Linked DNA regions of Mus musculus: all the other regions are linked to region 2. The links are chromatin contacts, called in public ChIA-PET, Hi-C, HiCAR-type and HiChIP or PLAC-seq maps. All regions are on one chromosome and are shown on one strand. Each heading gives the region's core, a stretch centred on a gene start, on an enhancer-like site or on the middle of the called end of the contact. The rest is flanking DNA. Distances are from core to core; before and after follow the strand shown.

What was found. A called contact is a pair of places that touch in the nucleus more often than the background predicts. ChIA-PET counts read pairs in DNA pulled down with a chosen protein or histone mark. HiCAR-type assays count read pairs that join an accessible place to other places. HiChIP or PLAC-seq counts read pairs in DNA pulled down with a chosen protein or histone mark.
Region 1: a contact with region 2 is called in a Hi-C map of neural progenitor cells, with 1.8 times the contacts expected there. The contact joins two enhancer-like sites. A contact is called at or near these places in 5 of 484 Hi-C or Micro-C datasets (cerebellum, cortical neurons, neural progenitor cells and 1 more) and 6 of 115 datasets of contacts at active chromatin or transcription factors (astrocytes, cardiomyocytes, embryonic stem cells and 3 more).
Region 3: a contact with region 2 is called in an H3K4me3 HiChIP or PLAC-seq map of embryonic forebrain, with 8 times the contacts expected there. The contact joins two enhancer-like sites. A contact is called at or near these places in 1 of 15 datasets of contacts at CTCF or cohesin (pro-B cells), 4 of 484 Hi-C or Micro-C datasets (cerebellar granule neurons, cerebellum, neural progenitor cells and 1 more) and 5 of 115 datasets of contacts at active chromatin or transcription factors (embryonic forebrain, embryonic hindbrain, heart atrium and 2 more).
Region 4: a HiCAR-type map of fibro-adipogenic progenitors shows a contact between it and region 2, with 2.6 times the contacts expected there. The contact joins two enhancer-like sites. A contact is called at or near these places in 1 of 15 datasets of contacts at CTCF or cohesin (pro-B cells), 1 of 484 Hi-C or Micro-C datasets (uterus) and 4 of 115 datasets of contacts at active chromatin or transcription factors (differentiating embryonic stem cells, embryonic stem cells, fibro-adipogenic progenitors and 1 more).
Region 5: an RNA polymerase II ChIA-PET map of memory CD8 T cells shows a contact between it and region 2, with 34 read pairs. The contact joins two enhancer-like sites. A contact is called at or near these places in 4 of 484 Hi-C or Micro-C datasets (the C10 cell line, CD4 T cells, bone marrow-derived macrophages and 1 more) and 1 of 115 datasets of contacts at active chromatin or transcription factors (memory CD8 T cells).
Region 6: an H3K27ac HiChIP or PLAC-seq map of heart atrium shows a contact between it and region 2, with 6 times the contacts expected there. The contact joins two enhancer-like sites. A contact is called at or near these places in 1 of 484 Hi-C or Micro-C datasets (cardiomyocytes) and 6 of 115 datasets of contacts at active chromatin or transcription factors (cardiomyocytes, differentiating embryonic stem cells, embryonic stem cells and 3 more).

Annotation. Positions count from the first base shown.
Region 1 is chr3:21,355,873-21,359,446 of GRCm38.p6, forward strand. No RefSeq gene overlaps it. Among named protein-coding and RNA genes, the nearest start is that of Gm31610, 130 kb to the right of the region's middle. Within about 2 kb of position 1,414, at least 43 of the 459 cell types and tissues checked have an H3K27ac peak or open chromatin away from gene starts, as enhancers often do. A contact at or near this core is called in cerebellum, cortical neurons and neural progenitor cells, where this site is marked.
Region 2 is chr3:21,933,561-21,937,585 of GRCm38.p6, forward strand. All of the region lies in intron 3 of Gm31813 (a long non-coding RNA gene), which reads right to left. Among named protein-coding and RNA genes, the nearest start is that of Gm31813, 29 kb to the right of the region's middle. Within about 2 kb of position 2,476, at least 417 of the 459 cell types and tissues checked have an H3K27ac peak or open chromatin away from gene starts, as enhancers often do. A contact at or near this core is called in cerebellar granule neurons, cerebellum, cortical neurons and 7 more, where this site is marked.
Region 3 is chr3:20,984,062-20,987,741 of GRCm38.p6, forward strand. No RefSeq gene overlaps it. Among named protein-coding and RNA genes, the nearest start is that of Gm31552, 160 kb to the left of the region's middle. Within about 2 kb of position 2,155, at least 38 of the 459 cell types and tissues checked have an H3K27ac peak or open chromatin away from gene starts, as enhancers often do. A contact at or near this core is called in cerebellar granule neurons, cerebellum, embryonic forebrain and 1 more, where this site is marked.
Region 4 is chr3:21,378,505-21,382,653 of GRCm38.p6, forward strand. No RefSeq gene overlaps it. Among named protein-coding and RNA genes, the nearest start is that of Gm31610, 110 kb to the right of the region's middle. Within about 2 kb of position 1,492, at least 21 of the 459 cell types and tissues checked have an H3K27ac peak or open chromatin away from gene starts, as enhancers often do. A contact at or near this core is called in fibro-adipogenic progenitors and uterus, where this site is marked.
Region 5 is chr3:21,124,811-21,128,654 of GRCm38.p6, forward strand. No RefSeq gene overlaps it. Among named protein-coding and RNA genes, the nearest start is that of Gm31552, 300 kb to the left of the region's middle. Within about 2 kb of position 1,556, at least 18 of the 459 cell types and tissues checked have an H3K27ac peak or open chromatin away from gene starts, as enhancers often do. A contact at or near this core is called in memory CD8 T cells, where this site is marked.
Region 6 is chr3:21,405,939-21,409,563 of GRCm38.p6, forward strand. No RefSeq gene overlaps it. Among named protein-coding and RNA genes, the nearest start is that of Gm31610, 82 kb to the right of the region's middle. Within about 2 kb of position 1,348, at least 11 of the 459 cell types and tissues checked have an H3K27ac peak or open chromatin away from gene starts, as enhancers often do. A contact at or near this core is called in heart atrium and pancreatic cancer cells, where this site is marked.

The DNA.
Region 1 (3,574 bases), core at 164-2,663, 580 kb before region 2:
CATTCCTACTTGCATCTTCTTATATACATGGCTTAGCCTGGAAGTCAAACTGGCCTGTTCAGGCGGGTGTTGTTTTGTTTTGTTTGTTGTTGTTTTCTCTGTTCAATAATAAGGAAATTGAGCCTAGCTAGCATTGACATCTCGCTGATTCATCACTTCATTCACAGACCCATGTGCAGCCCCTGCCACATGAAGAGCAGTAAATAAATAGAATACCATTTTTACTGGTGGAAACCGTGCTATATAATTCTAAAACCCAAGCCTTATGGCATTTAATAAGGGTTGGTTTGGTATAAATAGAAAACCCAGTTATCGTTATAATTTTCAAACACTGTGCCCTTTAGTCAATTATATCCCCACCCTTTATTACCTACACAAATGATAATCAGGAGAGAGCTCCAGCATTCTGGCTACTTCCTGAAGTGTTCTCCCTTTGTGTTTGAAGTAATCTCCATAGCTATTAAAGGGCAGAGTATTTGATTGTCAGTGCTAGGGTTCAAAGTATCTGGACAAAGGATGTTGTGGACTTTGGACCCCATACATCTTGCTAACCCTCGATGGGTCTACACAGTGTCTGTCATAAGGACTTCCTGCGAAGTTCTCTTACAGTGGGCTGGAATCTCACAATGCTTAAGAGCTGAACTTCTGCCTGTCTTCTGTCTCCTAGTGTTATTAAGTGGACCAGGTGACATGGAGTCTCCTCAGCAACTTTTTCCATCTCCTGTTTCCTTTATACACTGAAAGGTCTATATTTGGATCGCTCCCAAAATAAGTCTTAATTGATTTTTTAAGGTGTTCTCAACTGCCATGGCAATGATAAGCAAATATCTCTTCATGAATAGCCTTCTGCAATTGACTATTCTTACTGAGTATAAGCTTCAGTGCTCTTTCTTCAATGCTTCTGCCTCTCTCTCTCTCTCTCTCTCTCTCTCTCTCTCTTTCTCTCTCTCTCTCAGCATATTTCCTTTAGTCTGTTAAAACTATAATTAATATATATTTAAGTATAAATATACTCCAGAAGAAAATAATATATTTCAATAGTGCAATTCTTCAAAATAAAAACCTCCTATGATTTTTATCATTAACAACAACAGTACACATACACGCGCACACACACACACATGCACACTAAAAATAGATTGTGTTTTCAAGGGTAATAGCTGTCTTATTATTGGCAGGATCTGCTACACGTCTGTAACCTCTTTTGAAGTCACCTTTAACAGTGTGTTTCATTATAAAAATTATTTTTCTCTCTCAGGAAAAATTATTATTCATCTTTGGAGAGAACATCTTGTCAAGTGGAGCTGTTCAACAAAACAAGGAAAACATCTCTGCCAAAGCACAGCAAATGTGATTACCAAGCCAAGGAGAAGCCCGTAATTAGATCATTTCCATGGAAACAACCTAATTACATGTGTAAAGCAGTGAGAGCCGAGCTGAACATTGAATATGCTAATACCATTGTCTATGTTGTAATGTTTCTGCTACTTAGCTTCTCTCAAATATAAAATATAAACCATGTAGATAAACCCCAACTCTGCTAAGTGAATAAAAACCCACAGTGCATTGGATGTGCATTGCAAATGAATGTAATCCTGGGATATTTAACTGCTTATAATCAACACACACCTATATCCTTAAATAACCAAGGATAAAGAATGCATTGTCATGTATACTAATAATAAGTGCACAGTAGCATGTAAGTCGCCAAATGTCCATAAGTGAGCATTCTGCAATTTCACATGGTGTAAATTTTATTTATAAAAACAGCTAATGAAAAAAACAATTTATTTTTTAAGCCATGCATTCTTTACTTATTCTAGGGAATTATTTTATGTCAGCAAGAATTAATCATTTAGAAGCCTGTTGAATTTTTTTTTAATGTTCCATGTGATCTATATTTGGGTACCCCAGTCAGAGGGGCAGTGGGAAGTTACACCAAAATGATTTCATTAATAGAAGAATGAGTTTGCCTTTTTAAATAATGAAACCTATACCGTGCTTCTATATACCTCTTAATATCATTCCCAAGTGTTTCTTTGAGTTAATCTCTTGAACACAGCTTTGAAACTCCAGCCTTGCTATCCTCAACTGAGCAATTTGACAGCATCTCTAACAGCCTGAGGCATCCACTGGTCTTCAGCTTTCCCAAATGTAAGAGTTCACTTATCTCCTTGCTATAACCAAGAATATGAAAGAAACAAGGAAGAAGGGGTTTATTTTGACTTACAGAACACCGTGGCAGAATGTTTCTTTAATCTAGCAACATAGAGAGAACAGGAAATGGGCTAGGCATTCCTCAGGACTTGGGAGAGCAGGCTCTGGTCCTCATCTGAACAGCACAATACGGCTGACCCTGATGGAGAGGGACAGGTGAGCTGGCCCTAGCTGGCCCTGCCATTGGCCTAGCATGAGCTGACATGGGCGCCTCCTACCAATACCACCCGAGGTGGTCGTTGGCGCTCTGGGAGAGCTGACCCCAGGGTCATGAGGATGGGAAAGCTGGCCCCTCTCCTGACTGGCTGTAGTACTCAGGAGATCAGCCCCTGTACTTCAACTGGAGAGCACAATGGAGCTGACTCTGATGGCATGGGCGCATATGAGCCAGCCTCAAGGTCATGAGAGCAGGAGAGCTGACCCTGTCCGGCTGATGGTCGCATTGGATGATAAAGTCAAGGCAGTGTTAGTTCATTCTGGTGGTGTGGTTCAGGAGACCTGGTGGGCTGATCAATTCAGCTACCACCCAGGCCCATATCCAGGGCTTTGAGTTGGCGGACCCCAACATCTACCTCATCTATGAATTACTGGAGCGTGTGAAATGGCTGGTCCTGAAGATTCAAAGCTGCAGGATCTCCATGACACAGGGCAACAACAAAGTAACCAAGGGTGGAGAGTGAATAGGAAGGGACTGGGAGATGAGTGGGATTTAGGTGCATGATGTGAACCTTACAAAAAATCGATGAAAAGTTTAAAAATAATCTCAGGCCATCAAGGAATGGCCATGTTATGGCAAGACTCCCAACTCCATCAGTTGGAGCTAAGTGCTCAAACACAGAAGCCTCTGGGGTTCATGTCACGTTCAAATCTCCCTGGTTTTCAGATGTAAGCATAAGAGATTGTCGAGGCTTGCCTGACTACCACTTATTCCCAGATGTGCATGATTCACCTTCCAACTGGTCTGTTTTTTGACCATCTGTGCCAGTGACTTTAGAAATGCTCCTTTCAGTTCTCTTCCCTACCTGTTCCTTACCACCACCACATAGAGGTAAGGGATTGTTCTGCTAAGGAAGATAGAGGAAAAGTGATAGGGAGGTGCAAAATGTTCTTTAACATTGTCCTCCTGTGTGCTTCCCTGAGCTGCTCTGTCCAGGGATACATTTATACACATAGAACCTCGAACTAAACAGAAAATGATGCATGGTGTGTGTAGCATGAGCAGGAAACTAGCTGGAACTAGCTAACTTTATCAAGGCAAATAGCATCTGGAGGAGAACCAGATCTTAAAAAGAAACAGCTGGGCTCAAAGCCAGGCCTTTTCCTTTCCTTTCCTTTCCTTTCCTTTCCTTTCCTTTCC
Region 2 (4,025 bases), core at 1,226-3,725:
GGTTGCATGATTTAAATAAATCTTATTTATTTCAAGGAATTTAGATGAGATCCCAGAATGGTTCCTGGGCACCTTATGACAGGATTACAATGGATAAGATTAACATAAACCCTGAGTTACTGGGATATTAGAAGAAAGGATATTTCCACTGCAAACCAAATTAACATCTTTTACTTCTAGAAATGTATTATCATATATCTCCACGATATATGTATAAAGGTTCACATCCCAGGCTGTGCATGTATAGGTAAAAGAAGAAGTCCGGAGTTGGTTCTCTCCTTCCACATGGGTTCTGGGGATGGAACTCAGATCTCCAGGCTTGCAAAGCCCCACCCCCACGTCGCTACCCACTGAGCTGTCTCACCAGCTTTAACAGTCTTGTTTGTAAGCGTTCCAAACAATATTCTGTAGAGAAAAATCAAGCCATCCTCAAGATAATGTAAGCTTAGGACTTAAGCATGATTCATTGCTAATTTGGCAAAGTATTTCTATGTGAAAAGAATCTTTGGGGTGGGGAGAGGGCTCGGTCAGTATAGCACTTGCCTCACAAGTGTGAGGACCTGAGCTTGATTCCCTAGAACCTACACAGAAAGTCAGGCATTACCATGAAACCTGCAGGATGGCAAAATGGGAGGTAGGAGCAGGCAGGTGGGCGGACCCTCTGGCCATCTAACCTGGCCTACTTCAGGGAGCAGACCAGAAGCTAGAGGTAGGACGCAAGTGCCTTTGCTGCATTTGCTGAAGACCAGAGATGAGTCCCTAGTACCTATATCTGGGAGCTTTCAACCACTGAAAACTCCAGCTTCAGTCGATCAAACATCTTCTCCTGACCACAATAGACCCTTGCACATACATACATACATACATACATACATACATACATACATACATACATAGAAACACCCATACACAAAAACAACAAAAAACCTGAGAAACCCCCATCTCAAGCAAAAACTGGGGATCACCTGGTGAAGAAGGACACTTGAGGTTGCCCTGTGACCTTCACATGTTGGGCCTTCAGACACATACACAGGAATATTGTTTGTATGACAGCAACTTTCACAGCAAATTTTAACTTTAAAAAGAAAAAAAATCTTGCTTTCGGCTGGCTAGAGGTTTCAACTAGGCCCCAAAATGAGGGTTCATTTTCTTCCTGACCCCATAAGTTCCACTTTTCTGCACGTCTCACCATTTCAGACACTTCTAGGGAGGGCTATCAGGGGGCCATCTTGGAGATTTTTTTGCCCTGACTCCTAGCTTTGTGCATCCCAGCTGTGGCTGGATTTGAGAAATGGCAGCTTCAGATTGCTCTCTGTCAAAGCATTTAGGGGGAAGTTGCCCTAAGGTTCTGAAAGGACTGGCTGCAGGAAGAGAAACCCTTACTAGTGAGAGGCTGTCTGCTCTGCTTCCTCCAGGGGAAACTTAAGGACTTTAGATCAGGCAGCTCCCTGCCGGGAGCAAGGGGGGGCGGGGGGGGGGGGGTGAGATCAGGCGAAGGAGGGCCAGCCCTTCCCCTTGTCATTCTCCAAATTAGGGCTGGCTGCCATTATTTTTTTTCCAATTAAAAATACTGAAGAGAACTTAAAGGAGACCAGTCCTGTGTCTGTAAATAAATAGCCTGTTTGGCTATTCAGAAAAGGCACCATGTTGCGTGAGTTATTGGATGTATTGTCTTTAATATGTGAATGTGTTCTCTAAAACAAAGTGGCAGCCATCTATACAATTAATTAGTATCAAAGCTCCTTTCATGTACCCTTCACAGCAAGGGGGAGAGAAGTAAACTACTTAAACGAATAAACTTTTAAAAAGAAAGAAAGAAACCTAAATAAATAAATAAACCCCTCACTCTAGGCAAAGTAACCCCCGGAACTTATGATAAAGAGATCTTAATTAACCCCAAATCCATCTACTCTTCTCTGCTCCAGAACCGAAACAGAATGCTAAGGCAATTTACTCGGAGAGCAGTTTTGCACCATAAATCTGGGCCATGTTTTTCTGTGCGTTTGCCCTGCAGTAAGCTTAAAGAGAAACTCAACCACCAAACAGCCTTGGAGGCAAAGCAAAGCCCTAATCACCCGCAATGGTGATTGCATAACACCCGCCTCCCAACCCCCACTCCTAAGCATCAAGAGGCAGGCTTTGGCTTCTGGTTAGAGCACATGCCTTTCTTTTTTTTGCCTGTGTGAGAATCATTGAAAATGCTCTTTAAGGACCAAAAGTCAGGGCACGTGTGTTTTCAGAAGAAATGGAGGTCACTTGAGGGTGACTTCTGAGTACATCCCCCAAGCCAAAATGAATCTGTATCGATATCTAAAGTGCATCTGCTTTTAGAGCAGAAGCCACCATCTGTTCCTAATTGGTGCCCTGGAGGTACTCCCTGTGGAAAAAAAGGGCCTGGCCGCAGCAGCCGCGCCTCCCCGGGGCTGCAGACTCCGCTCGGGGCCTTGCTGGTGCAATCGAGTGCTCCTCTCTTAGATAATGCCAGGTATTCTGGAAAGTAGCCGTGTAATAATACACAAACCCCTGATGATGTCAGCGTGTTATTGACTTTCCAAGTCTGAATGACTGAGCAGAGGAGAGGGGGGGTGGGGCGCCATCCATCCGGCGGCGCAGAGACCAGCCGAGCGAAAATGGGCTCACAGTCCAGCGGGGGAGGGGAGGCGCGGCGGCTGCCTGGCCAGGCTGGATGGATCTCAGCCGCATCAGGATCGCCTTCACCGAGTCAAGAGGGGGCCTGGGCTAGGGAGAGGGGGGTTTCAATGTTATGTTTAGCCAAATATTCCTCTGGCCGATATAACTGCTACCACCACCTACCTCCAAGCGCACACCACGTGGCAGAGCAGATTACAAAGCTAGCAGCAGTCACCAAGGTAGGGGAGGTTGGAAAGGCCTTGCCCCATCCCGCCCCCTACACTCCAACACGCACAAGATACTGTCCTCAATATCTGGAAAGCTCCAGGTCCCTTTTTCCTGTAGAGTTCTCTCTTCAGAGAGCCTCTACGAAACTGCTCCTCAGCTCTGGTGACATTTTGTGGGTCATGTTTTACATGTTTCCTTACAGGTACACAGTGTGGGCTCCTGTTCCCACCTTGCAAACTGACCATCGGGTACTCGGACCATGTTCAAGGCTAGGTTAACAATATTTGCATTGAAAGACCCAGAACCTCCCCTCCCCCGACTTTTGCTACCAACTAGGGTGGGGCCTGTGCCACCCAGCTGGTGTCTCCTTGTCTCTAGAGCCCTGGCTTTTCTTTTAGCACTCTCGCACATCCAGCATACCCAGCTTGGATCCTGGCTGTCCCCTGTCCCAGACCAGAAATCGGCTTCCCCTGCCCCAGGTGTGTGCAAAGGCCACAAGAGTCTTCGCTCTGGAAGGGGAGGGCGGGGCCTGTGCAGAAAGGAAAGCAAACTCGTGCTTTGGAGACAGGGGGTCTATTCAAGGCTTCTGAGCTTGGGCTCAGGGCTCAACCTGTTTGGTGGCCACATCAGTGAAGTTGGGACAGCCACTGTCCTCTCAGCAACTGGGGAGTCATACATCTAGACTTTGCAAAGGTCTCTCTGTCTCCCTTTTTTAAAATGGGCCACTCTTTCTTGGGAACATTGCACTTGTCGGGTCAGAGCCCCTGTCCCTGTTTCTGAAAACAGTGTACAGACCCTTGGATTCCTAAATTCCACCCCCTTCTGATGCTCCAAATCCACGAGGATCCCAAAAGAATCACTTAGTGCAGGGGGTGGAGACCACACTGGGCCTAGTTCACCCCACTCTCCTACCTTGCCCTAAAGGATTAGCCTAGGATCCTAATGCTGACATATTTTAATCCAATCAGAAGCCTTCTTAGGGAACTAGAAACTGGAAGTGTAAAAGACAACTCCCTAGGCAGAAACTGAAAAAAATTAAAAAGTTCAATGTGACCCCATTTCCTGGCCTAATGCAGGAGAGACCAACCAGTATGAAGACAGAGATAGTCAGAGAAGGAAACAAGAACAAAGCCGAGAAGCCAGCAGGTTGTGGGTCACAATTGTGA
Region 3 (3,680 bases), core at 905-3,404, 950 kb before region 2:
CTGCTGGCTTTGCTATAAATTTCCATTGTGGCACAATTAGGAAGCCGACTAAAGAGCACTTTTTGCCTTGCCTTTCTTAAAAGCACAATTTTACATGAAAAGAAAATAGTGTAATATTTCATCTCCAGTTTTCAGGGAAGCACTGTGGAGACTGCTGTTAACTGGTTTGGTCAAGCAGACAGGCAGCCTCACTGATTAGTCCCCCCTGATGTGTGGGAGTGACAAAACTACAATCACAGTACATTGCAGGAAGCTGTAGTGTCCCTGCTTTAACTGTGCCTCCTAGAGAGTTCAAGTGTCTGTAAATATTTTGCAGATCCTTAGGGAGAAGTGTTAGCCTTCCAAGAAAGAGCAGAGAGAGACTGCCCTTGCCCTAGTTTCTGTGAACAGATGAGGCTTGCTTTCTTACATACAGAAACTTCTATTTGATTAATCCCTGCTGTACCCGTTGTGATCATAAAAAGAGAAAGTGCTATATGAATATGTTCTGACAGGGTGTGGGGGAAGGGGTGCCTCAGCGACCCCTTGAAAGACCAACCACCGGACAGTATAGTACAGATTAGAATTTATTTATGGAATGGGGAGGGGATTTAAGAGGGTAGCAGAGGCAAAAAGAGGTATAGAGAGGGAGAGAATAGAGACATAGAGGCTGGCCATGGCCACATGGAGAGAGGGGGAAAGGGAATGGGTAGAGAGGGGGAGCAAGAGGCAAGAGAGCAGGAGAGAGAGAGGAGGGGGCAAACAGCCCCTTTTATAGTGGGCCAAACCTACCTGGCTGTTGCCAGGTAATTGTGGGGAGGAGCATACCTGGCTGCTGCTGTGGAGTTTAGACAGAATATCAACAGTACCCATTCTTCATGGTGTGTGTGTGTGTGTGTGTGTGTGTGTGTGTGTGTGTGTGTGTGAGTGTGTGTTCATGAATCTGAACATGTGTGTGGAGGTAAGAGATCAACCTCAGAAGTGTTCCTGAGTTGTTAGTTCTTCACATTGTATTTTGAAGAAGGATCCTGAAACTCTCCAGTTCAGCTGGGCTAGCTAACCAATAAGTCTCAGTGATCCATTTGTGTCTGTTTCTCAGTGCCTGGGTTTGTAGCAGCATCATTGTATCCGGGCTCTTTTTGATGTGGGCCCTGGGAATCAAAGCCAGGCTTTCATAATTTAGTGGTAATAACTTTATAGATTAAGCCATATGCTGACCCCATATTTCTTCATATATCTTTCTGTGGTGTATGCAAAAGAAAACCATTCTTCTGACACTTATTCTTCATCCCAGGATGTTCAGAAAAATCACAAACTCTCCTTGATTGAGTCCTCCATGAGCTCAGTTTGGATTTTGAATCCAGGCTACTATAAAGGAGAAACAAGTCTGAAGGTGCGGAGGCAGCAACATCATCTGCCGTGCAGCACTTTGCCATAGCTGGCCCTCCAATTCTACCTTGACTTCCATTTCTACACTGAAATAGAAATGTAGTAATTACTATCCAAGGTTGAGTTCTTTCTGATCATCTTGCCACTTAGCAAGTTTTGCCCCATGTTTTTCTTCCAGATATTGGGTATGCAACTTTTGAGAAGAGTAACTAGAAACTTCAGGGCCTGTGAATATGCATCTATACACAAAGTTTTCTGTAAATGCACTGTTCATTTTGTGCAAACCTTCTGTTCATGTTCTATTTGATTAACGAGAATAATCAAGCATCTAAATAAAAATCATTGTGTGTTACCACTTGAGAGTGTTTAACCTAGTCCTAGACAGCTTGGGAGGCTGGCAAAAGGCAAGATGTACTGGGCTGGGGAATATCCAGGCAGGCACAAAGGGACCCGTGTGCCATTTATGCCAGTCCATTTTGCTAGGATGCCAGTTCAATCTCATTAGAGCAAGATTCTTTCCAAGTTGAGATGAAGTGTTGAAGAGGTTTAACAGTGGCTCCTAATTTTGAATGCTAAAGAAAAATCAGAGTGAGAAGGCTGCCTTCTGGAATCACCTTGAATGACTTGCCCATGGAGCCTCCTCCCAATTCTATTACTAAAAGAGCCATGTGGGTCTATTTCTCTGTGCTTTCCTCTTCCATACTTGACAGCTGGGAGGTATAGAACCTTTCCAATTATTTGTGAATCACTTGGCTGTTCCCCAGGTGCAATGCTGGAAGGTCTGGGAGATTTTATGTGCTAATCAGTGCTGATTTGGAGCAAAGCCAGCCCAGGGAGAGCTTGTGCCCTTTTAGAAGTGAAAAGCTACATTTGCCAAGGACCGAAGTTCGAGAGGAAAAGTAAAAGCTTTCTGAATCCTCCCCTTCACAAAATAAGAAACATCACTGACACCTCATTTAAGGACAACATCCCACTGTTTCTTCTCCATTTCTGTTTCCCCACTAAGCTTCAGTTTATTGCCTCATTATGTGCTGGGAACATGAAAGCTGACAAGGAGATAGAATTCTAGATCAGCAGTTTCCTGAGCCCATCCCCCAACTCCCTAAGTCCTGCTCCCCTCCTCCTCCTGGCATCCCTCTTCTTTTCTTCTTCCAGATCTCCTGCCTCCTGCCTGCAGCTCTCTTACTGCTGCCTGGCAACCGCACTACAGGGGATGTCACACAGGATTGCTTATTAGAGCTTCAGAGAAATAAACATGAAGGGAAACATTCTGGGTGATACATTAGAACTGCTATGTGCAAGGGCACAAAAGCCAGGTAATTCCAGGAGTGATACTTAAGTAGAATTTTGCACCATGGTGCCTAGGTCTTTCCAGGACTCCTGACATGGGCAGAAGAAAGTGGGAGGAGAAAAAAGATAAGAGGGCTAAAAAAGCTATCTATGGCTTTTAATAGATAGATAGCTTTTAATTGGCTATGTATTAATTATAACCATTATGTTGGCTTATACCTCAAGAATAATTATGTCTGAGCTTTAAGAACTTAACAAAAATGTTGCAGTCATCATTTGAAAGAGACAATGAGCCTGTGCAAAACCTGGCTCTGCAGTCCCCATGCTAATCTCCACTCTTAGAATTGTTGTGTACCTAGCTTTAGCAGGACCAAAGAGAGCCCAATCTAAAGTCTGGAAGGGGGCCAGGACACACAAATTCTGCAGGACCATTCGTCTGCAAATAATGAGAGTCTTTTGTTCTTCAGACATTTGCCCAGTTCCATTGCTTGCAGCCTCAGACACTGACTGAACACATTCTTTGTGCCACCTACTAGGTACAGTGACCAGAACAAAAGACCTGCTGAACTTCCTAGGTATCACATTATCACAGCAACTATTTGACAATTAAATTACTAAAACTCCAGTAAAGAACAAAGTAGTAAAGCCTGCATTCCACTCTGGGCTGTCTGTCTCTCTGCATCAGGAATGTTTTTTTATCAGTGCTCTTTTGGGTCAGGTCACATCTATTTGGCCCTGCAAGGGAAGAAAGGAAGCAGGTTTCCGCCTTGATAAGCTTCCTGCATTTGTGGCACAGGCAAGACAAACATGGAAGTGAAGTGTGAATCTCCAAAACTGTGGTCTCACCTTTAACCCAAATGTAAAGTCCTTCTGGGTCCCAGGTCCCTATCCCTTGACTCTTAAAAATTGCCAGGAATAGTGTTTATTTACTGGGTTAAGTTGACTGTAAATTTTAATGAAGACCCACTTTCTGAAATTCCCTTTCCCTTCATATGATATTGAAATCATGGTGCTACTGTGTG
Region 4 (4,149 bases), core at 242-2,741, 560 kb before region 2:
TCATTTCTTCAGCCCTCAATTCTCAAAATTTTTTAAAAAGCACATTCAGAGAAATCCTGCTGTCCTTCTCTACTATCCACTTCTTTCTATAAGAAACACTTACAGAAAATTTGGAGAAGAGTGCAAAATAGCCCCTCCTCCTCTTTGATACCTCCACTCCAATCCTTTAACTTCTGTTCTCTTAAATAAATGGACTCAGAAAATCATTCTGCCAGCATAAATAACTTCTGGCAGCTCCATGTGGAAGTATATGAGAAAGGACAAATAATGTTAAGAAGAAAATGGCTGGAAATGAAGCTCAGTTGATAAGGCACTTGCCTAGCCCTTGAAAAGCCCTGGATTAAATTGTCAGCATCACATAAACCAGGTATAGTAGAAAATTCTCATAATCTCAGCACCTGGGAGATAACCCTGGAGAGTCAGAAGTTTAAGGTCCTCTTTGACTAGAAAGTGAGTCTGAGGCCCTCCTGGGCTTTCTGAAACCTTGTCAAGAAAAAAAGTTGGAGGTCAAGCCACAATTGCCATGTTACCTACCTAAACCTAACCACAAAGTCCACTATGGTTCTATGACACATTATGATTTTGAAGATGTTCATAGACATTACTTCAGATGAAGAGTGGAGCAATATGACATAAAAAATTTATAAAGATCTATCTCCATGAAGAAATAAGGAAATGGACCAAGTGGTGCCAAGCACATCACCAGAAAGATAAAACAGAAAGAGAAGAATTGCTCTTTCACAATTGACTCAACCAAGAGAGGTCAACCAAAGCATCAACAACCAAAGCATTATTAGTTCCTAACATCACCAAGACAATGTGTGAAGTTACTCTATGTGATCATCAACTCATTTCACATTTTCAGTACTTATCTTTAGATCTCTATCAATATAGAATGTCCCTTATTTCTCCAAAAAGACGACTTTGCACAATGAACCTTAATTTTAATTCTCACTTAAAACAACTGAGCAGCACCCACAGTGCTGACCCTTTTCTTGTGTTATTTACCTCTTATTGCTTCATGTCTTCATGCTCACAGTCTATTAAGAGAAAGAGATTCAATCCTAATCTACCAAATGAAAACAATTGTTCTGTTCTATACAAAACCAACCACAAACCCCCACTCACTTGGAGGATGTTTGTGGACTAAAGGAAATGCTGTGCCTGATGTGGGGGAAGATTAAAATAAAAATGGTCCACTTTCACCACACTCTGGGGGAATGTGAACATCACTGAAGTTCTGGTCCTAGGTTATTGTAATCTGCTATCTTTTCAGTTAGATAACTTTAAGTTTATACTTTTGAATCATCCGGAGAAAAACACAGCATCATCTGTTTAAAACCAAAGCCTGCTGCTGATGCATTCCAATGTCCTGAGCTTTTATAAATAAATGCTGCCAATGTTTATTTCAAAATATCTGAGAAAAAGGGAGATCCAGTGGCTCTAGAAGTGTTTCCATTTGGAACCATGGATGCTGGCTCATCATTATCCAACAGTGCTGAGCCCCAGTGGACTATGTGGTACCTGCCAAATGTACAGACAGGCTGACTATGGAAGGAGAACCGCATTGCAAAACATTTTCCCTTCTGGTAAACCGCTGCCAAAAAATCTGGAAAAAATAATTTTTGCAATGCCAGGCTAAAAGAGCTTTTACTTTTAGAACTCATGCTAACAACTTTCCAAAAGGGAAATTTGTTTTAAAAGAAACCTGAAATTTTCTCTGTGTTTGGAGAGGACTTTTGAAAGACTGTAACTTTGCAAGCTGAGTTTATAATGATGAATTCTGCACTAATACTTGACCCTCCACAGAGACAGATGGAGTGGATTTCACCAAGTAAATGGTTGGAATGATCTTAATTTTTTAGGCCAAATAAATCTGTCTCTGTCTTTTGGTCCCTCTTTTTCTGTGTGTGTGTCTATGTTTGTGTCTCTGTGTGTCTGTGTGTCTGTACATGTGCCTGTGGAGACCCAAGGACAACCTTAGGTATTGTTTTTCAGGAATTTTCCACCTTGATTTTTGAGACTTGTTCTCACACTGGGACATGAAGCTTACCAGTTTTTCTAGCAAGCTAGCACTTGGTGGGGGTGGGGGGGGCTGCTTTCCCCTACCTTCTAAGACGTGGGATTACAAGCTGGGGTCATCACATCAGGATTTTGTATGTAGATGCTGGAAATCACACTGAAGTTTGTATACCTTCCCAGTAATCACTTTATCAACTGAGTTATCTTTGCAGAAGCTCAAAAATTGCGTTTTAGATTAAAATATTTCTGTCTATTATTAGTAACTTGAGTATATATTTTGACATATGGGTATTTGTATATAGTTTTACAAATATTGTTAGTGTTCTTTTTATGAGTTTAATTGAACATCATTCCATGTCCAAGACGGACAGTTCTCTATACAACTTGAGTTTCATTTTGACTAGTTCTCTGGGATATATGTACCATTGTTGATGCTTAAGAAAATACCAACTTGAGGGTTTCATTCCCAAATAGCACAAGGAGAGAACTAGCCTCCCAGTAGTGCAGACAAACCTGTGAGTGCAGGTAAAACTGACACTGCTGCTCAAAGTGACTCTCCCAGAACCCTCAGGACAAGCAATCAAGGAGCAGCCAGGGACAGGAGTCTTCCAGTTTCTGTCAACACCCAGAGCTGGTCCTGTGCCACAGTGCTACATAAACACATACCACCAGGAGAGAGCTGGTCTCCCAGGAGAGCCAATACACCTGCTGGCACATGTAATACCACCGCTTCTGCTCAAATTCCTGGGCCAAGAGGGACCCTCCCAAGGCCATCAGAACAAAAGAAGCAAGGAACAGCTGGGGACAGGATCCTTCTGGTTTTTGTCTACGCCCCAAAGCTGACCCTGTACCACAGCTCTTCATACCGAAATTCCTCACAGAGAGAACTGGTCTCCCAGGAGTGCTGACACACAGGCTTGCAGGAGGGACAAGGCATAGTCAGAGACAGCCAGACCAGCTAACATCAGAGATTACCAGATGGTGAAAGGCAAGAACAAGAACACAAGCAACAGAAACCAAGGCTAATTGGCATTATCAGAACCCAGTTCTCCCAACACAGTGATCACTGGATACCACAAGAGACCAGAAAAGCAAGACTCTGATTTAAATTTCTTGCTCATGATGATGAGAGAGGACTGTAAGAAGGACCTAAATAACTCCCTTTAAAAAAATCCAAGTGAACACAGGTAAACAGGTAGAAGCCCTTAACAAAGAAACATACACACATAAACACACACACACTTTAAAGAATTACAGAAAAACTAAAAATGAAATTAGAAACAATAAAGAAATCACAAAGGAAGACAAAACTGAAGATAAAAAAAAACCTAGGAAAGAGATCAGGAGTCATAAATGCAAGTATCATTAACAGAATACAAAAGATAGAAGAGAGAATCTCAGGTGCAGAAGATATCATAGAAAACAATGACACAACAATAAAAGAAAATGCAAATTGCAAAAAGATCCTAACACAAAACATCCAGGAAATCCAGGACAGAGTGAGAAGACTAAACTTAACAATAATAGGTATGGAAGAGAGTGAAGATTCCCAACTTAAAGGGCCAGGAAATATCTTCAACAAAATTATAGAAGAAATCTTCCCTAACATAAAGAAAGAGATGCCCATAAACATACAAGAAGCCTACAGAAATCCAAATAGATTGGACCAGAAAAGAAATTCCTCCCATCACATAATAGTCAAAACAGCAAATGCAGAAAAAAAGAAAAAATATTAAAAGCAGTAATGGAAACAGGACAAGTAACATATAAAGGCAGAAGTATCGGAATTATACCAGACTTCTCAGCAGAGACTACGAAAGCTAGAAGATCCTGGATAGATGTTATACAGACACTCAGAGAACACAAATGCCAACCCAGGTCACCATAACCAGCTAAACTTTCAATTACCATAGATGGAAAAACCAAGATATTTCACGACAAAACCAAATTTACACAGTATCTTTCCACAAATCCAACCCTACAAAGGGTAATACAAAATTCCAACTCAGGGAGGAAAGCTACACCCTAAAAAAAAAGCAAGAAATTAATCTTTTGTTTTGCCTGAGCATCGGCAGCAGACATCTTGGTTCCGGGACCCAGCTGAGAGTATTCTGCACAGGCCCCAGA
Region 5 (3,844 bases), core at 306-2,805, 810 kb before region 2:
AATGAGGAAATGTGGAAAGGAGCACCAACGTCGGGGGGCATGACTGGAATGTAGATAAATACAATAAATTTATAAAATATCAAAATATACACACATTCTTACATTGGCATACTATGTTACATATGAAATATAATCAGACAGGAACAAAGTGATTGCTCAATGATGACCACTGTCTGTTCTTCCAGATTCAATTCACAGTGTCCATATCATGGCTTACAACCACCTTTAAGTCCAGTTCCTAGGTCTCCAACCCTCTTTTCTGGTCTCTATGTGTTTGATACTCAGAAAACCATGCAAGCAAAATACCCATGCACGTGAAAATAAATTTTAAATTCTAAAAAGAAATAATAACTAACATTGAGTGAGTTCTAAAACTGGCCAAGGATGTTGATTAGAGTAAGCATTGGAAGTGGACACAGGAGAGGCCCCATCACCCTCATTTTCCGTTACACAGTCCTGCAGCCAGTGCTAATCAGATTGATTGTAGTTGAAAAGACAGAGGTCCACACTGCAAGACACCTCTATCAAGATTATTGGCGGATACTATGGACCAGGTCAGAGCTATGCCTACATTTCTGTGTTGTTCTCTGCTACAAAACTAAAGCCATTGTCTGCTGGGTACAGATACTAAGCTTTCATCTCTCAGTTATCAGTGAAGATACCTTACCGCTGGTTCAGGAGTTAAGAAAAGCCTCTCTCTCAGAGGACATAGTCAAGTACCCATCCTTTCTGCATTGGGCATAGAAACTTAACAGTTCTTCTGAGACAAAACATACTTACTGTTATTGTTCCTCACTCTTTGAAACTTACTCCCGAGTATAATGCTATACAAAAACAAACAAACAAACAAATGATTTGGAGGATGGGGTCAAACCATGAGTGTAAAACCTTCATGAAGAGATTAGTGTCCTTATAAAAGAGAACTCAGACAGGTCAGGACTGGTGTGAAAGCACAAAAAGAACATGGCCTTATAAAATCCAGGGTCAGGCATGAGATACTGAATCTTCTGGTGCTTTGAATTTAGACTTCCTAGACACTATGAAATTCATTTCTATTGTTTAGGGTTCATTTGATTCATGGTATTGTTTCATAAGCTGAATTGAACTAATATAGAAAGCAAGACATTATCATGAACCTATCACCCTACACTCGCAGATAAAAAAGACCTGTCATTCCTGGAGGACAATCGAGAAGTTGCAGACCACCTAGAAAGACAGAGTGATGCTCTCTTCAATGGGGAAAGAGCAAAGAGGTATAGAAAATGCTACCCCACAAGCCCAGCCACATAGACCAGGGTAAAGCTAATGAAAAAAAAAAAAAAAAAAACCAAGAAAGTTTCAGGAAGATGGGGCATGCAGCCCAGTGGTAGAACATTTGTCTATTATTTATGATGGGGCTTTGATCCTCAATACTGAGACAGAAATAGAAGTTAGTTCTTATGCATCTCTAAACTGAGCAACAAGCAATAACTGAAAAATGTTCAGCATTGATGCTGACAACTGGTAAGAGGGAACTCCCCAGCCACACAGTGAAACCAAGACTACACATGGGTGGTAAACAAAGGAAGTCATTCTGTTTCCCAGGAAGCATAATGTGCCCCAGTTCATGGGTGCTGACACCAAGGTGTGAAATCTGTACCACACTGAGAGCAACACTTCAAAGCTCAGGCTAACTACTGATCTCAGTAAATCTACTCTCTACACTAAGAACTTTACTATATAGGAGCAAAGTTCTTTCTTAAACCAAGATGGTATTTATCTCAAACTCTGTAGGTCTGTCCCACTCTGATTTAGTCATCTAATCAAACATGATAAAGACTCAAATGAAAGGGAACAACATGATGAACACTAATTGTCAATAATGTAGTCATAGGAACCAGATAGAAACAGGGACTGGACATTGAAGAAATAATATGAGACTTTTAAAAAGTTGTTGAAAACAGATTGGAAAGGCATGGTGAGGCATGTGTTTAATCTCAACACTGAGAAGGCACAAGCAAGTGCATCTCTGTAAGTTTGAGGCCATCTAGAGCTGCATAGGGAGATCCTGTTTTAAAAAGAAAGGAGAGATGTAGGGGAGAAAGAGAGAGAAGAGAAGAGAAGAGAAGAGAAGAGAAGAGAAGAGAAGAGAAGAGAAGAGAAGAGAAGAGAAGAGAAGAGAAGAGAAGAGAAGAGAAGAGAAGAGAAGAGACAATGTAACACATTCAGGAGCCACTGAAGGTTATATGGGTAGAATGATGCTGTACTTAATAGTCAGCTACATATGCAAAGTGAAAAGGAGTAGACATGGGAAATATTTCCTCATGGGGCTTCTCAGAAGATGAAATGTTACTGGGAAAATAGTTGGTTAATTACAAGTCAGGTACATTAAGAAAGAAGATGATGAGAAAAAGAGAAAGAAGAATGGAATAGAAAAGACAAATGGCCAAAGGATATGTCTAAAGGGGTAATGATTATGGAATTTTAGTAAAGAATTCACTAACAATTTTCTAGATGGTGAGACATACTTACTTGGGGATAAACCCAAAATAGAGTATGGAAATTCATGAAAGGAAAGCAGTATAACTAAAAAGAGATGTGTGCAAATCTACAATTATAGCTTAGTGACTTCATTTTTTTCTCAGAAACCAGAGATTGGTAGAAGATATGTGGGGTTACTATAGGCCTGAACAGCATACTTAATTCTCCTACTATCAAGGATAGCTTTGTGCCAACAGAATCTAGCCTTCCAAAGTGTATGATAACATTAGGAAGGACAGGCCACGTTCTGCCTTATAAAATTATTCTGAGTTTAAACAAACTGAAAACACACATAGTAAATAAGCTGACCACAACACGTCCAACCTGTTAGTCATAGCAAGATATTTAGAAAAGTCTCAGATATTTGAAAATGGAAACAATACCTAGTACATCAGAAAGGAAGCCTCAAGGAAAATTAGAAAATGTACTTAATTAAGTAAAAAGTAAAAACTACATTTACAAAATGTTTTAGATATACATTTAACATTGCATATAGCTAACAGCATAACATAAGCAAGCATTTTAGTTTATTTTAATCTTTTTCGATTTTAGTTATTTTGTGTGGGGATAACAGGGTATATCCATGCCATACCATGTATGTGTAAGTCAGAGGATAACATGAAAGAGTCAATTCTCTCTTTCTACTATCTGAGTTCAATGAGATTGTTTCAGGAAAGTCTAGATATTTTACATAAATCTCCAGAATGAAAAGGAGAGGCATACATTAAATACCGTAGGGACCAAAGGAGGGACAATAAAGACAAGACGAGAAGTAAATGAACCTCAGAATACAAAGGTAACATGAAGAATACAACCTATAACAGCTACTGAAAGGTAAATTAAACTCCAAAATATTTTATATTCATCCAAAACTATCAGCAGAGGGGAAAGAAAGGAAATAAGGAAAAAAAAAAAACTCCATGTCATAAAAGGAAAGAATAGCAATACACATTCCTCAAACAAAATGCAAAACATAGAAAGAGGATATTATAAATAACTCTTTGGGCAGCAAATCTGAAAAAATTGAGCTAAAAGTTACTGAAACAAATTTATAAGCAGTATAGTCTATATTTATGAAAGAAACTAAATTAAGAGTTCAGCTTATGCAAAAAGTTGGCAGATGCACTCAATAAGCTTTAAAGAAAGCAGTAACCCAAAGGCAATCAATGTCTTCATAATATGGAAAGACAGGAAATATTTTCTCACCACTCTATAAGGCCAACATGGTTGTGATATAAAACTTGACAACTTTAATTTATAATGCCTTTTAAATATTTAAAATTACTAGATGCTTAAAAATAAATATAACCAAAACCCAATATAA
Region 6 (3,625 bases), core at 98-2,597, 530 kb before region 2:
TACTTGAGAAGAGTGAGAGTTATCCCTTGTAGATATAGAAGGTCCTGATGATGTGACACATACCTTGAAGTACTACCTTCTCAACTATTGCTGAAACAGGATAGATTATCAGTTTTAAATGTTCATGTGTATACTGGGTCTCTGACACTCTCAGGGAAAAGAAACTTTGTGAAGGCATTGCTAAGATCCAGATTCTGAAAGCAATATTTTGCATGCAGTGACTTCCTTGTTAATTCTTTTCTTGATATCTATTCTTTAAGAAAAAATTACATTATTTAATTACAGAGACAGACAACTGGATAATGCACAGAGAGTAAGAGAACTGGAAGCATTCAGTCCTAATTGGTATGTCTTCATCACAGTGTTGACCTCGGGGCTCAGGGTGCTATGCAGAAAAGGAGGCAGAAAAAGCCAGAGGGAGCAAACAACACCAAGGAAACAGTGTCTTCCAGACACAACAGGACTCATGCACATAAGAACTCACAGAGTGAGTTGTGGCAGCAATAAGTCCAAAGCTGACAGGGTCCCAACACTGAGAAAGGTAAGTGGACACATCCCCCATCCCTAGCTGAGAAACTATCTCTATTTGAAAACTGCTCACAAAGGAAAAATTAGTTTTCTTCAATGGAGCCTCACTGGATAAATGTGTGCGCGCGCGCGCGTGTGTGTGTATGTGTGTGTGTGTGTGTGTGTGTGTGTGTGTATAACCTATACTTGAGGTCTGGCCCTATGCCCAGCAGTAAGTACATGTCCAACTCAAAATGAACTCAATGATATTTTTGGAGATCTTTTTGTCTCATATTTCTTTAGGCATTGTTTTTAATTTAATGATCTTTTGCATGTGTTTAATAGTTTCCATCTTTGTGGGGTATGTGCATGTGCGTTTTTCAAGCGTTTCTTTTCCTTCTTTTTTTATAATATTGGTTGGTTTGGGTTTTTGTTTGTTGGATTTTTTTTTTTTTTAATTTCTACAAAGAAAGATAAAGAAGGCCTGGAGTTAAATGAATGAGGAGTGGGGAGGATCTGAGAGGAGACATGAGAGGAGGAAATCATGATTAGAATCTATTATAAAAAAAAAAACCTTCATTCTTAATTATAACAAACAGAATTTATTACATCATTTATTGCATTGCAGTGTGAGTGGGATAAGCTGTGTGACCTTCACAATGTGTCTGTGGAGGTGAGAGCAGCCTGTGGGAGTCAGGTGTGTCCTCTCTTATGTAAGCGCTAGTAAGTGAACTCAAACTGTCAGGTGAATTCTTTTACCCACTGAGCCATCTATCAGCACAGAGGGCCACAAGGGCACAGTGATGTTTAGAGAACATAGTGCTGACAGGAATGTCTGATATGAGCCAAGAGAGCTAACCCTGGTCAACCAGGAGCTATGACTAAGCACAAAATAACGCTGACATCACATATCGGGAATCACAGACAGTGATGTAATCCATTACATAACCATCCCTGGCTTTTGTGTCTATCTATAGTCTTGGGGCACGAGGTAATCATCCGAACCTTTGCCTTCACATGCCTGCCTATGTGCATTTGAGTGTAGACCTGTATACATGGACCCTCTATACTAGCCTGAGTATGTGTCCATGCCCACTTTTTCGTGACCAATACTTTTCAAATTCCTGAGTGCTCATTGGCATTTGTCGGCCCAATGATATTTGTGTGAGTTAATAAAGTGTATCAACTGTATCATCAGAGGTTGGCAATGTCTTCAACCTCCCAGGATCCTGTGACCTTCCTCCTTTGTTGACATCAGAGTATGGACCCCATATCATCTCAGTAGCAACCCCTTCTGTTCGCAACTGTTTTATAAGCTCCTAGTGAAGTTGCACTTAAGTTCTGCTGTGCTCCCTCTATCAATCTGCAGGATGTCTCGACTGCTGATAACTATCTACTGGTCTGTCATTTAGTCTCATGTCAGAACATTTTCAGAAGTGCATAGAAATATATAGCATATCAGAGGCACCCATTTCATCTTTGCCCAGTTCATATATTGTTCAGAAGTTTCTGCAAGCCTCCTGAATCCTCTTCTCCTTGTACCTTGCACAGGAACACATGTCCCCTTAAATAGGGTGATGGTGTCTTAGTTTCTTTTCCCATTGCTGTGATGAAATACTCTGACAGAAACAACTTAATAAAACAAACAGTTTATTGTAGTTAACGGAACCATTCTGTTGAGAAGTCGTGATGTCAGGAGCTCCAGACAGCTAGCCATCCTGCATCTATGTCTAAGAAGCAGAGAACACTGAATGTGTGTATATTATACTCAGCACACTGTTCCACTCTACATATACTTCAGGATGACCCTGCCCCAAGAACTGTGCTACCCAGGATGGTGCCTTCCCATTTCAGTTCATATAATCCCTCACTGATATGTCCAGGTCCAGATGTAGACAACCTCTCATTAAGACTCTCTTCCCAGGTGAGTACAGATTGTATCAAACTGAAAATTAAAAGTAACCATCACAGTCATTCTATCAATTCTGTTCCTCTAGAGAAGGCTGACAAACACAAATCATATGGAAAACCTCCTTTCAGAAATAATCTCAACTGAGGAATGATAGAGCATATACCTGCAAAGAGATTACACTAGAAAAAAGCTTAACCTGATGCAGGTCCCCCTTCTGCTTTATCACTGAGCAACAGAATGCCTATAGAGGGAGCGGTCCTCCCAGGTGATTCTCTGCCACCCTGGCCAGTCTTCCCTACGCCATGCTGTGTGAATTCCCTCTCGCCTCGTGAATGACATCACTTCCACGTCAGTGCCAGTTTACAGAGTAAATATTTTGCTTAATAATACCAATCTTTTCACATCAGTTAGCCTGATAAGCACTTATAATTTGACATTAAATTCATTTTATCCCTCCTTTGGCCAACTCCCTATTTATACAACACTATTTGTACTACATACTGAAGAGATTCAAGTGTTCATTCTTATCTAGTGAGACTTCCATATTTTTATGTATAATAATATAATGATTTACTGAAGATACAGTAGTACACAAGACAAGCAATGCCTTGTGTGCACAGGATTTATAATCTAGTAAGGCAGGCAAGTATATCCCTAACTAATTATAACATAGAGTGAGGATGTTGTCTTGGGGGAACTAGACATTTCAATGGAAACTGAATTTTTTGCTGTGCTGTGTAATAGACTACTACCAAAACTTAGAGGACCAAAATACAAAGTCCTACTTATCTCAGTGTCTTTGGGTTAAAATCTCAGTTGTGACTTAGCCTTTGGCATCTGTCTGAAGACCTCAGGAGGTTGTGACTATGGCTTCCCTCAAGGACTCAGTTGGTTACAAGTCATCTTGGTTTCCCTGCTCAGTTAAGGAACTTTTTGAAGACCTGGAAAATATTTGCTTACAAGTATTCTGACATGCTTGCTACCAGCATGATCATTTCCTCCTGATCATCTCTATAAATTTTGACAGTGCTCTAACAATTGGTGATCTGAGAGCAATAAAAAGTGAGAGAGAATGCTGGAGATCTGAGCCAAAGTCCTGATAAATAGATGTGAACATCATTTTCATTGCAGTAGGGCCATGTGAATCTTGGTCCTGATCACACCAAAGACAGGAGGTAGCACAAGGATGTCACATTGAGATGTGAT